Linked DNA regions of Gossypium hirsutum: regions 1 and 3 are each linked to region 2. The links are chromatin contacts, called in public Hi-C maps. All regions are on one chromosome and are shown on one strand. The core of a region is the stretch at or near the end of the contact, and the rest is flanking DNA. Distances in the headings are between cores, read along the strand shown.

Region 1 (3,761 bases), core at 1,209-3,708, 130 kb before region 2:
CAGAAGATATAAAGGCGAAGAGTTCAGAAGGGCAGAGTTATTACATGGTAAAGATATGAGTAAAACCAAAGGGTTCAGACCCTACCTGAAGTTCTCTAATGGTGGGTTGAAACGCACGCAATGTTTTCCCTAGATTCCTAGCAACCTGCACTTTAATATGCCATTTGAGAGGCTGAGAGGATTTAACTTAAACAGAATATGATCCTAACTATAAAGGTTCTGTTTGATCATTTGATCAACATATTTAAAACTTGGTTTTCGCTTCCTCAAAAATTTCTACAGAATAATATATGAATGGTAAAAAGCATAATTGTATTCAACTAAAAAACGAATATGCAGATCAAATGTGACAAAATTTAAACATAATTATCTTACATAAAAGGACAGTGACATATTTTGTACGCAAAAGACTTTTCTATAATTTTTAATTATTTAAAATAAGTAGCAAAAGTAACAATATAATGCAGCCTCAACATTTAGCGACCACATTTGCTAAACTGGGAGAATAGTCATTTATGGAAGGCATCAAAATGTCTGCCATGCACTTGTAAATAAATTCTTGATACAATGCAGCTACTTCGTAAAGAATCAAAGCATCCAAGCACTTATATGTTTTATTTTAATGCCTTTATGGTACATCAGACATCATGGATACAGCATATTTAATAATTGATTATCAGTCCTTATCACAATACCTAAGGAAATATTCATCCCTTCGATTTGAATAACTTGAAGCCTAATTAATAAAATGTGATATATAGCAAAATTAATGTCTTTTAACTCTCCAGTCCTCACAAGTTAGATTCTTCTTGACATATTCAACCATTTAGTAAAATGTCAAGAGGGATCTGAGGTAAAAGACACAACACTTATTCTTAAAGATCTGGATCACTAAATACATCAAGGCATCATTAGAATGAGCCCTGAAAGGATAGGGGAACTTAAGAGTTTAAAATAGGGTAATACAATGGAATGAATTGGACTTAAATGACAACAATGTTTTTGCATCAAGGGAAAAAAATCATTATCTTGTCAAACAACACTACATTAATGCCTCGCTTGGTTACTAGTCTTATATATGAGGAAAATGCTTATTTATTACAGATGTAGTACAATAGTTAGATATAAACTAAAGAATAGTTAGTACAATTTTAAATTTGAAACTAGAAAGATGAGTAAAAACTGATAAAAAATAAGACTTCTTCAAAATAAGCGAAAAATTTTCCTTCTCTTTACTAAAATTAAGTCATGGGAATGGCTTTCAATAAAAAGGATTCTTTCTATCATCTAAGATTATAATTTAAACGAACATTTGAATTCTAATATAAGACAAGAAACCATATCAATTTCAGTTTCAAGCAAAGCTAAGTATTGTCTATAAAATCCAACACTAAACCAGCAATAATTTTCAGTTTCAACAATTTATCATACCAACTTCCCAGGCACTCCTTAGAAAATTCTACCAATTTTTTTGCTTCTTGTTGATTAATTCATATTTGAAGCGTTGAATAGAGATTAATATTTTAAAATAGTTGCCACAAAGCCTACGTTTCCAAAGCTTAGGACCTATCTAAATCCAATACCCGCATGAAATTAGAAACTTGAACTGTACAAATACATACATTACAAACATATGATAGACACAAACAGCCTGGAAAATCATCAAATGTTACAAACCATAAAAGGAGCAAGTGACAGGTTGGTGCTTATAATTGAAACAACATGCAAATGAGAATGACTTGTCCCTTAGTATATAAAGGCAGAACATACCTCAGCCAGACCCTTGGGACCAAACACCAACAAAGCAACTACCCCAATAACCAGAGCCTCAGGAGCTCCAACGCCAAACAAAGATGCATGAACCACCTTTCCTTTACATCTTCCTTTTTTTTCTGAAATTCAATAATCAAAATAAATGAACTGCATAGAGTAAAAAGACATCTTAAAAAGAGGAAACCCAGACCAAAAAAAAAAAAAAACCTAATTTAAGAGATTTTGGTGACATTGAAATGCCCAGATGCTTTAGACCACTCCATTGAGAAAAAAAAGATGGACCCAACTGAGGAAACCACGTGGTGAAACGGAAAGGAAAGGATTTGCGATGTGAAACTAAAGGAGAGAAGGAGAAAGTAGTGGACTTGGAGCTAACGGAAGGTGTGAATAAGAATGCGGAAGTTGAGACGGCCATAATTGTGGTCATTTGAAGAGATAGATAATTTTAGTGAGTTTAAGGAGAGCTTAGATTTTTCCGAGCATAGACATGGAATTGGGAGGGGACAAGGTTATCTTGAAATGGGAAGATGTCTAAAAATGCAATATGTGGAAAATGATGGTCGAGGAGATTACGATACCAACAATTACAGAGAAGGTTTCTTTTGGAGCTCACTTGATCCGGATTCTGGAGATCTTATTGTAGGCTGAAACGGCCATTTCAATGTGGGTCGACACCTGACTATCATGATCAGCCATCACCAAGTTCTGGGCTTGATTTAGGTAGTCAAATGCTGGCACATCATGTTTAAGATAGCCCAATTTTTTAGGGCTTCTCCACGATGTTTGATAAAAATGAGTTACGTTCAGTTTTCTTTCTTCAATAACCTTTACCCTGGATTAATTGGTAATATTTTCAATTCGATTCTTATACTTTCTTTTTCTTTTTCATATTAATCTTAGGAATAATATTTAATACACCGTGGTCCACAAGTTTTATTTATCGATATCATCGATAAATAATATTATTATACCTCATTATTAAATAAAATAAAAAAGAGTGGATGACTTATATAGTGATTTTTTAAAAAAAATTATTAAATAAATATAACTATATAAAAAATTAAAAAATTTATTGAAATTTTATATAATTTTTTTACTAAAGATACATGTCCAAAATGAACTTGAATAATTGGGGCCAAAATTTATCTAAATTTGGAAATTCATTCTAAACTTATTTTAACAACTACACGTGTATTTTAAAGTAAATCTAAAAGGGTTTTCAGTTTTGAGATTTTTGAATTTTGATGAGATGAACCTAGACTTGCGTTTGTCCAGGTTCGTTCTGGACATGCATTTTTTGATTTTTTTTTTACCTTTTTTAATATGAGTATACGATAATATATAATATAAATGATGAATTATATAGAATCATGGATTATAGGACTAGAGGATAATATGTTCTGTCTTGATTTACTTACTTGTATGGAGCAAGGATTAAAGTTTTGATTAGACATCTATTTTGGTAAGAGTTCAAATTATATCATGTCATCTATCACCATAATATTATATAATAAAAAAAGGGTGGCTTAAATTTTTTTTAAAATTATTTATTGAATGAAATAATAAACTTCACATAGGATCCAGAATCAGAATATATTTTCAATTCTCTGAAGATTCTAAACTACATAGTAATGGAGATCGGATGATACTAAGTATGATAGTTGAATATGGATATATATTTTGTATGAGTATATTTAATTTATGTGTTGAATACAAATATTTTAAAAAGGATAGAGAGGTACGTGTCTTTGCAACATATAATACCAAAACAAGGCCAAAGTATTTGTTGAACAGGTAAGAGATAAAAAGAGCATATTTTCATTCATTTATTACATTAAAAAAAGCAGCAAATGCAGATGATTGCAACCAAAAATTAAAATAATACTTCAGCTTCAGCTCCATCTTAGTTGCCGCAAAAAACACAAAGTAACAAACCTGTCCGAGTAACATCTGTAGATACAAGCCAATTCCAAATGACAGAACTTCCA
Region 2 (3,821 bases), core at 255-2,754:
AAATATGGTGCGTGTGGTTAGATTAGGTTAAATTGACTTGGATACTATCGTCAAAAGCTTAATTAATTTTAGAGCGGCAATCAGCCAGAGGCAGGTCTAAATTTGGAGGCTTTGAATTTTTCCACACTCAAACCCATGCATCGTTACTACCGTTTCAGCGTGAAAATAATAAGATAAACTAATACTACTACAAAATAAATAAATAATCTTTTTTTTTCTTTCAAACAATGAAAATCGTTTAATTTAATTATTTATAAAAAATATATATATATAGAGAGAGAGAGAGAGAAAGTAGATTTTCAGCATGAATACAATAGTCTTACATCATGTATTAAATATATTATATCTGTGTCATATGCATTTCTTTTTTCAAATATAATGTATTTGAATAAAGTTAATTTTACTAATGAAATATCACACTAATTTTCAGCAAATGTGAAACTAAAGCTGTCTTTTTCTATTCCACTCTAAGTTTTTTAATGATAAAAAAAATTACAACCTAACTTGACATTCTACCATTTGAACCCCCGAATTTGTCAAAATTTATAATATAAAAATTCTAATTTCAATCAATGATTATTAAGCTTTTACAAAAAGGAGATACTATTCAAAATTCACTAATGAAAACCTAGAACTGATAAAAATAAAGTATTTTCATAACATAAAAAGAAAAAAAACGGAATGAATAAAATAATTTTCCATGAAAGAAAGCACCAAAATAAAAAAAGAAATATATTTGTTTTTTAATGCATGCAGGTTTGAAGAAATAAAAACGAAATTCTCTTCCATTAATGATGGGAGAAAAAAAATAAGTCAGTTAATTTGTTTTCTCTTCTAGCATCCAAATAAAAATCTATTTCATTAATTCCACTACATCACATTTTCTTTTCTTTAATTATTTCTTCTCACTTCATCAAGAAATAAAAATTTGAATCATACCTTTTTTTACTACTAATAATTTTTTAAGAATGTTTAAGAAAAATATGTTTAAACGCATTTTAGTTGTGTCTTCCTATTATAATAACAATTATGCTAATTACGTTACCACTCAACTGGCATAATTTTTCATACTAATAATTGTTGAATTTACATATATCATATATGGATACTTATTGTTTCATTTATATATTTTAAAAATTATTACAAATTTCATAAATAATTAAATTAAGAAATATATTAATTGTTCAATCCTTATAATTTTAAAATCTATTTTTATTTTTAATGTAAATTAAACTTCAATACAAATTTTTATAATAGGGCAATAGAAGTTAAGATATAGAGTAAAATATTTTAAATAAATTTAAAACTAATAGAAAATATATTGCTTTTTAAAGTTAAAAAATAGATTTTTTTGAGAAAAAGAAATATTGTTATTCTCGTGAGTTTAAACGATCGTACAAAGAAGAAATTAAAAAAAAAAAACTGTACGTGGAAACTTACTGCTGCAGCTAGTCTTACTTAATTATTATTATTTATTTATGATTAATAAAATTTATTTATTTATAATATTAACGTTCAGACAACTCCATTTCTTAACTCAGACATCCTCTCTCTCTCTCCCTTTCTGTCAATCTCTCTCTACGCGATCTAGTAACTGACTCACAATTTCTGTAAAGCTAAAAACTTTAAAGTTAAAAATTTTGAAAATTTCATCTCTTTCAATTTAGATTTCTAGGGTTTATTTTAAATATTTTGTTATGCTTTTTGCTTCTTAGCTTGCGATGATATAAACCAAAATTTCGCAAATTTATCAGTGGGATGGAGCTCAGATTCGTAGCTCCAAGCATGTGAAGTAAGTTCCTTTTTCCTTTTTATTTGTTTTGTTTTATTTGGTGTTTAGCAATATATGTTACCTTTTATTTTTCAGTTAATTTTGGTGTTCATTGGAGTTTTTTTTTTCTAATATGGTTTTGGAGTTCGTATGTAGATCTGTTGGTTGGAACTTACGGTTTCGAGAAGTTTTCAGATCGTAATTTTTGTTTGGTTTCGGAGAAAATTGGGGAGGAAAAAGAAAAAGTTGAGTATTAAATCACGGTCTCAACAAAAAAAAAGGTTTGAGATTCACAATATTGTGTTTTTGGGTTGTAATATGGATTTTGGGAGATGCTTGTTTCAGATAGGGATTGAATTTGAGTTTGTTTATTGTTATAGAAAAAGGATGTGATTTCTTTTCATTGTTTCTCATTTATTTACATTGGTGAAATCAAAATGTTGTCCTCTTTCGGTGTTTTCGAAGAAGTAGAAGTGCAACAGTCTGAACCTGGTTCTTTTGGGACCTAAAGTAGTTATCTGAGGAACACCAAAGGCTGAAGGCAGTAGGGACTGAGGTTTAAGAGAACTTTTTCCAGATTTCTGATAACATCTGTTCTGAATCTTTTAGTGGCATGCATACCATGTAGTCTATTCCTTTAATGAAGAAAATGAGATACCGTGGTTTCTTTGAGGCATGCTTTCTGAAGATTGTTGTTTCTATCCGATGAAATTTGTTGTTGTAGAAGATAGACAAAGATGCATTAACTGATTTTCCTGTCTAAGTACTCAAAGTAGGTAATTCGTGTGTGGTATGGACTATGACTGTGATATTGTGATGGTTGTTGAGCATTTATGCAAAGGTTTTGACAAAAACTAAGCATTTAGTCTTTCCTCCGCACTTCTATTTTCTTTTTTGTCTGCAGATTCAAGTTACGGTGCTGGTTGTGAGGCTCATAGGATTCTAGCTCACAATCCAGAATTCTTCAAAGCTTCACTATTTTGAATTGATTGTATTAAAGAACCGGATCCTTTATTGTCGTTGAGCTCTACAGTTTCGGTATTTGGAAATGGATTTGCTTTAGGAACACTTTGCCAAGTGGTATCTCAGGTCAAAAAAATTTGAAACATGCCTTCTTGGTGGGGAAAGTCATCATCCAAAGAAGTGAAGAAGAAAACAAACAAGGAAAGTTTCATTGATACCTTACACCGGAAATTTAAGATTCCTTCAGAAGGTAAACCAAACAGTAGATCAGGAGTATCTCGTAGACATGGCAATGACACAATTTCAGAAAAGGGATCTCAATCCCGACCAGAATCTAGGTCTCCTTCACCTTCTAAACAGGTGTCTAGGTGTCAAAGTTTTGTCCAAAGGCCTCATGCTCAGCCGCTGCCACTTCCTGATCTGCATCCTGCAATAGTGGGTCGTACAGACTCTGGAATTGGCATATCATCAAAATCAAGGCCAGAAAAAGGCTCCAAGTCATCATTATTTCTGCCTCTCCCAAGACCTGCATGCATACGTCATAGGCTAAATCCTAATGATACAGATGGAGATTGTGTTACTGCTTCAGTTTTCAGTGAGAGCTCAGCTGAAAGTGATGATCCCACCGACGCACATCATCGTAGTCTGCAAGCAACTGATTATGACAATGGGACTAGGATTGCGGCAAACAGCCCTTCCAGGTAAGCCTATCTCTGTCTTGTTCGTGCTAGAATGAGGATTTCTTATTGCCCAAGCATGGTATTGTATTATTTTATGTTTTACTTCTGGTTTTCTTTTTTTTTTATTTGCTAAAAATCTTATCCTTGACAAAATTTTACTTATTTTCTTGCTGAAGCTTGTTGCTGAAGGATCAATCTTCTGCAGTCAGCCAAAGTAACTCAAGAGAGGCAAAAAAACAGACTAACATTTCATTCGGTTATAGTATCTCTCCAAAAACACCTAAGAGAAGACCTTTAAGCAATCATGTGCCAAATCTTCAGATCCCACATAATGGTGCTTTCAGCAGTGCTCCTGACAGCTCCATGTCAAGTCCATCTAGAAGCCCATTGAGAGCTTTTGGCTCAGA
Region 3 (3,623 bases), core at 1,026-3,525, 220 kb before region 2:
TGAAAATGCGTAGAACTAGAAGAAAAAAACAAAAATCAGAAACAACGTTGTTACTTCCTGTCATAATGAATCTTTTATCAGTTGAACTGGTTCTTTTATGAAACCTTTTCCTTGGTTTTCTGAATCTTCAAAACCTTCTTCACTATCTTCTGTTCTTCAACCAAAAAGGCCCAAATAATCCTATAAAAAACCATTGACATTTTCGTAAATTATTCAACAAGTGTTAAGGTCAAAATAATTCACATTTGAAGCATCTGTCATTGTCCTAAAAAGAAGAAAAATTACTAAGGCATGAACTATTAATATTATTTGCGAATAGATCAAAGCACACCTCTCCCTGACTGCACTGCCAGATAACACACCACCATAGGCACGGTTCACAGTCCTCCTATTCCTAGGTAACCTAGACCTCTTGTATTCCGCAGGTCTCAAGTGAGGAATCTGCACATTGAGCAATACCATATACATCAGGAAGATAGAATATTATGATCAAATGAGAAAATAAACATGCTAAATATCAGTTAGGGAAGTGAAACATGATAGTAAACAATGAAATTTTGGCATATACCTTGATAAATTAATCCTTTTTCGTGAAGTCTAATAAATGCCTCTATAATAGCTCCTGCAATAGGAATGCAAGTTCAGAACACAAACTTACCCTACTGTTATTTGAACAAATGTAGGCGCCTAATTATTACTTCTATGATTATCACTACTATTATTACTGCCATATGTACAATGCAAAGAAAACAAATGAGGTAACAAGTAAAACATGTCACAGATTGGAACTTTACACATAATTTAAAGACTTTGAACATTAGCTAGATTTCACTTTTACTAGATAAAAATCTTGTCTTACGATTTAGCTGCTCATCGAGGGTGAAACATTCTCTAGTCTAGTCACAAGAAGCCCCAAGTCTCTTAATTTGATTAGTAATGATCCCACCATACCTGAAATTGAAAAGAAAAAAGACCAGCAATGAACAAAAAATAGATAAAACATACAAAACAAAATAGTACCTATATGAAACCTTAATGGTCAAATATGAACAATAAACACCAGAAATTAAGCAACGGTTAAAGCAATAAAACTCCATAAGTATCAATATTTGGAATGAGAAGAAGTAGAATTTATTGAAGTTGTGGAGAACCCCCCCAAGCCATTTCTTCATAAACAACAAAAACACAATAGATGATATGTACAAAGTAACAGATTCAAAATCAGCAAAGAACAGCAGAAAAACCAAGTATGCAAATAATTTAAGGGAAGACATACTTCTCTTTCCACTCCCAAACTTGTTTTTCAAATTCATCTCCGCCCACTTCTACCCTTTTTATTCCTTCAGAAGCCAACATTCTTTCCACAACCAACTGGGAAAAGAAAAGTAAAATAGGTTCAATTATATATTCCTATTCAACATGATACAACATATATACTCATTCTCTACACAAAACATTATGTATAAAGAGGGCAAAATATAAATCAACAACAAAGATGAAAACCAAGAAAAGCAAGAACCAGACCCGATCTAGGAATCAAATCAGTGAAAATTAACAGAAAAAATACCTGTTGATGACAGAGAGAGAACCACTGCTTCTGGGCTTTCTTTTCTTGACTGTGCCTGCCAATTTTTTAGGGTTTCTTCAAAATAGAAGTAAGGCCGACGGTCGACGGAGATGACGAACGGAGATGGTGAGGGGAGGTGATGAACGGAGATGAAGATGTGGAAGAAAATTTGCTTAGAAGAGAAAGGAGAAAGGAAAATGTCTTACGGTAGAGAAATGGGTAAGACAATTTCCAAAAAAAGCTTCGGATTTTACCGTGTTTGTAAAATATTTTTATATGGGAATTCATTTTCCACAAAACAAACACAGGAAATTTCGAAAAATATTTTCCGAAAAATATTTTACACCAATCAAACAAGCCCTTAGGCTTTTAGAAGCGTCTGCAATTTTTTACTGTTTAAAACATATCATTTTATTAAAAATTTCCAACCCATGTTAATTTGAAAAAAAAAGTAATAAGTTAATATAATTTTAATAAAAATCCCTTAAAGGTAAATTGTTAATAATGTAGGGATGTTTATTACCAAAAGAAAAATTATAGGGGCGTGTAGAAGATCATGAAGGATATGTGCATGCTCCATGTTTGGTAATAATATTTGTCATTGTGCAATTCAAAGTCGGCACCTGTCTCTCTCTCAAATTCACATTTAAGCAATTAAGAATACCCAGCTACCCCACCTCTTGTTAATCCCTTCCCCAGTCTCACCCTTTGTTTAGACCATAATGTCCATGTCCTTCTCTAAGTATTTCCTTCCCCAGTTCCCATTCCCCATATAGATGAAAAGGTCAATCTGGTGATTACGTTTAATGTCATAAAAACCTCTTTCCTAGAACCTATATATACTTGAGTCATCACCTTGTTTGGTCATACTCCAAAACCAAACCAGATCCATTTTACTCATCTCCACCTTGATTAAGAAGCATATTAATGGCCTCTCCCCGTGAAATAGAGGTGACCCTCTCCTCCGCCAAAGATCTCAAAAACGTCAATTGGCGTCACGGCCCAATCAGGCCGTACGTCGTCTTGTGGGTGGACCCAAAGAACAAGTGCTCCACCAAAGTCGATGAGGAGGGTGACACTTGTCCCATATGGGACTAAACTCTGGTCATCCCTCTCCCTGCTGGTCCCGTGGACGACGACACCATTCTCTTCATCGACGTCGTCCACGCCGGTTCCGAGGAGCACACCAAACCACTCATTGGCTCAGGTAAGATCAAGCTCCGAAAAGTCCTTGATAAGGCCGGCTTCGAAGTAAGCCACGAGAAAACGCTCAAGCTGAAGCGACCCTCTGGGAGACCTCAAGGAAATGTTGACGTTAGAGTTTTGATCCGAGAGCCACGCTATCATGATCCCGATCCGTACCGGGCCCCACCCTACGGGGTCCCAGCACAGGATTCAAGAGCCTACCCAGGAGCTCCGCCAACTTATGGTTTTCCTTACCCATACGCTCAGCCGCCACCACCACAAAGTCCTTACTATGCAGCCCCACCTTCTGGGTATCCCTACAGTGCGTACAATTACAATGCTCGGCCGGCGTACGGTGAAGGAAGTGGTGGGTACTACGGGCAAGTGGAGAAGAAGAAGAGTAAGTTCGGAGGGATGGGGACAGGATTGGCTGTGGGTGCGGTTGCAGGGGCTTTGGGTGGACTGGCATTAGCGGAGGGCGTGGATGCGCTGGAGGATCATTTCGAAGATGAAGTGGCGGAGAAGGTTGAAGATGATCTTGGATATGATGATGGAGGCGATGATTTCTAATTCTCGAGACAAGATGATTTTGTTTTAAATGGTGATGCTCTTTGGAGTTGATGGGAGATTGTAATAGTTGTTGTTGTTTTTGTTGGTGAAGGCCATAAGCATCGGCTTCTATGTTGTGGGAAATAAAAACCTTTTTGTCAGGCATCCGATGCCCTACCGGCAACTTAATTCTTATGCATTGGAATAGGTATGCTGTTACAGTTGCTATCCCTCTCAAGGGAGAATGGGTCAAAATTTCACCCCTTATCTATTAAAAAAAATCCTTAGTATTTTATTTTTTAAATCTCAGACCTTTAAAATT

What was found. A called contact is a pair of places that touch in the nucleus more often than the background predicts.
Region 1: a Hi-C map of leaf shows a contact between it and region 2, with 3 times the contacts expected there. The contact joins the promoter of LOC107901469 here to the promoter of LOC107901452 in region 2. A contact is called at or near these places in 13 of 34 Hi-C or Micro-C datasets (callus, hypocotyl, leaf and 1 more).
Region 3: a contact with region 2 is called in a Hi-C map of leaf, with 2.6 times the contacts expected there. The contact joins the enhancer-like site here to the promoter of LOC107901452 in region 2. A contact is called at or near these places in 8 of 34 Hi-C or Micro-C datasets (callus, hypocotyl, leaf and 1 more).

The regions. Positions count from the first base shown.
Region 1 is chrD09:18,563,200-18,566,960 of Gossypium_hirsutum_v2.1, reverse strand. It overlaps LOC107901469 (sec-independent protein translocase protein TATB, chloroplastic), which reads right to left and starts at 2,458. Exons shown (of 6, transcript XM_016827493.2): 1 at 1,981-2,458; 2 at 1,771-1,892; 3 at 86-145. The coding sequence starts at 2,200.
Region 2 is chrD09:18,431,595-18,435,415 of Gossypium_hirsutum_v2.1, reverse strand. LOC107901452 (mitogen-activated protein kinase kinase kinase YODA) reads left to right here and starts at 1,504. Exons shown (of 12, transcript XM_041101703.1): 1 at 1,504-1,792; 2 at 2,676-3,435; 3 at 3,591-3,821. The coding sequence starts at 2,879.
Region 3 is chrD09:18,649,798-18,653,420 of Gossypium_hirsutum_v2.1, reverse strand. It overlaps the pseudogene LOC107951275. Among protein-coding and RNA genes, the nearest start is that of LOC107951276, 33 kb to the left of the region's middle. Within about 2 kb of position 2,275, at least 9 of the 9 cell types and tissues checked have an H3K27ac peak or open chromatin away from gene starts, as enhancers often do. A contact at or near this core is called in hypocotyl and leaf, where this site is marked.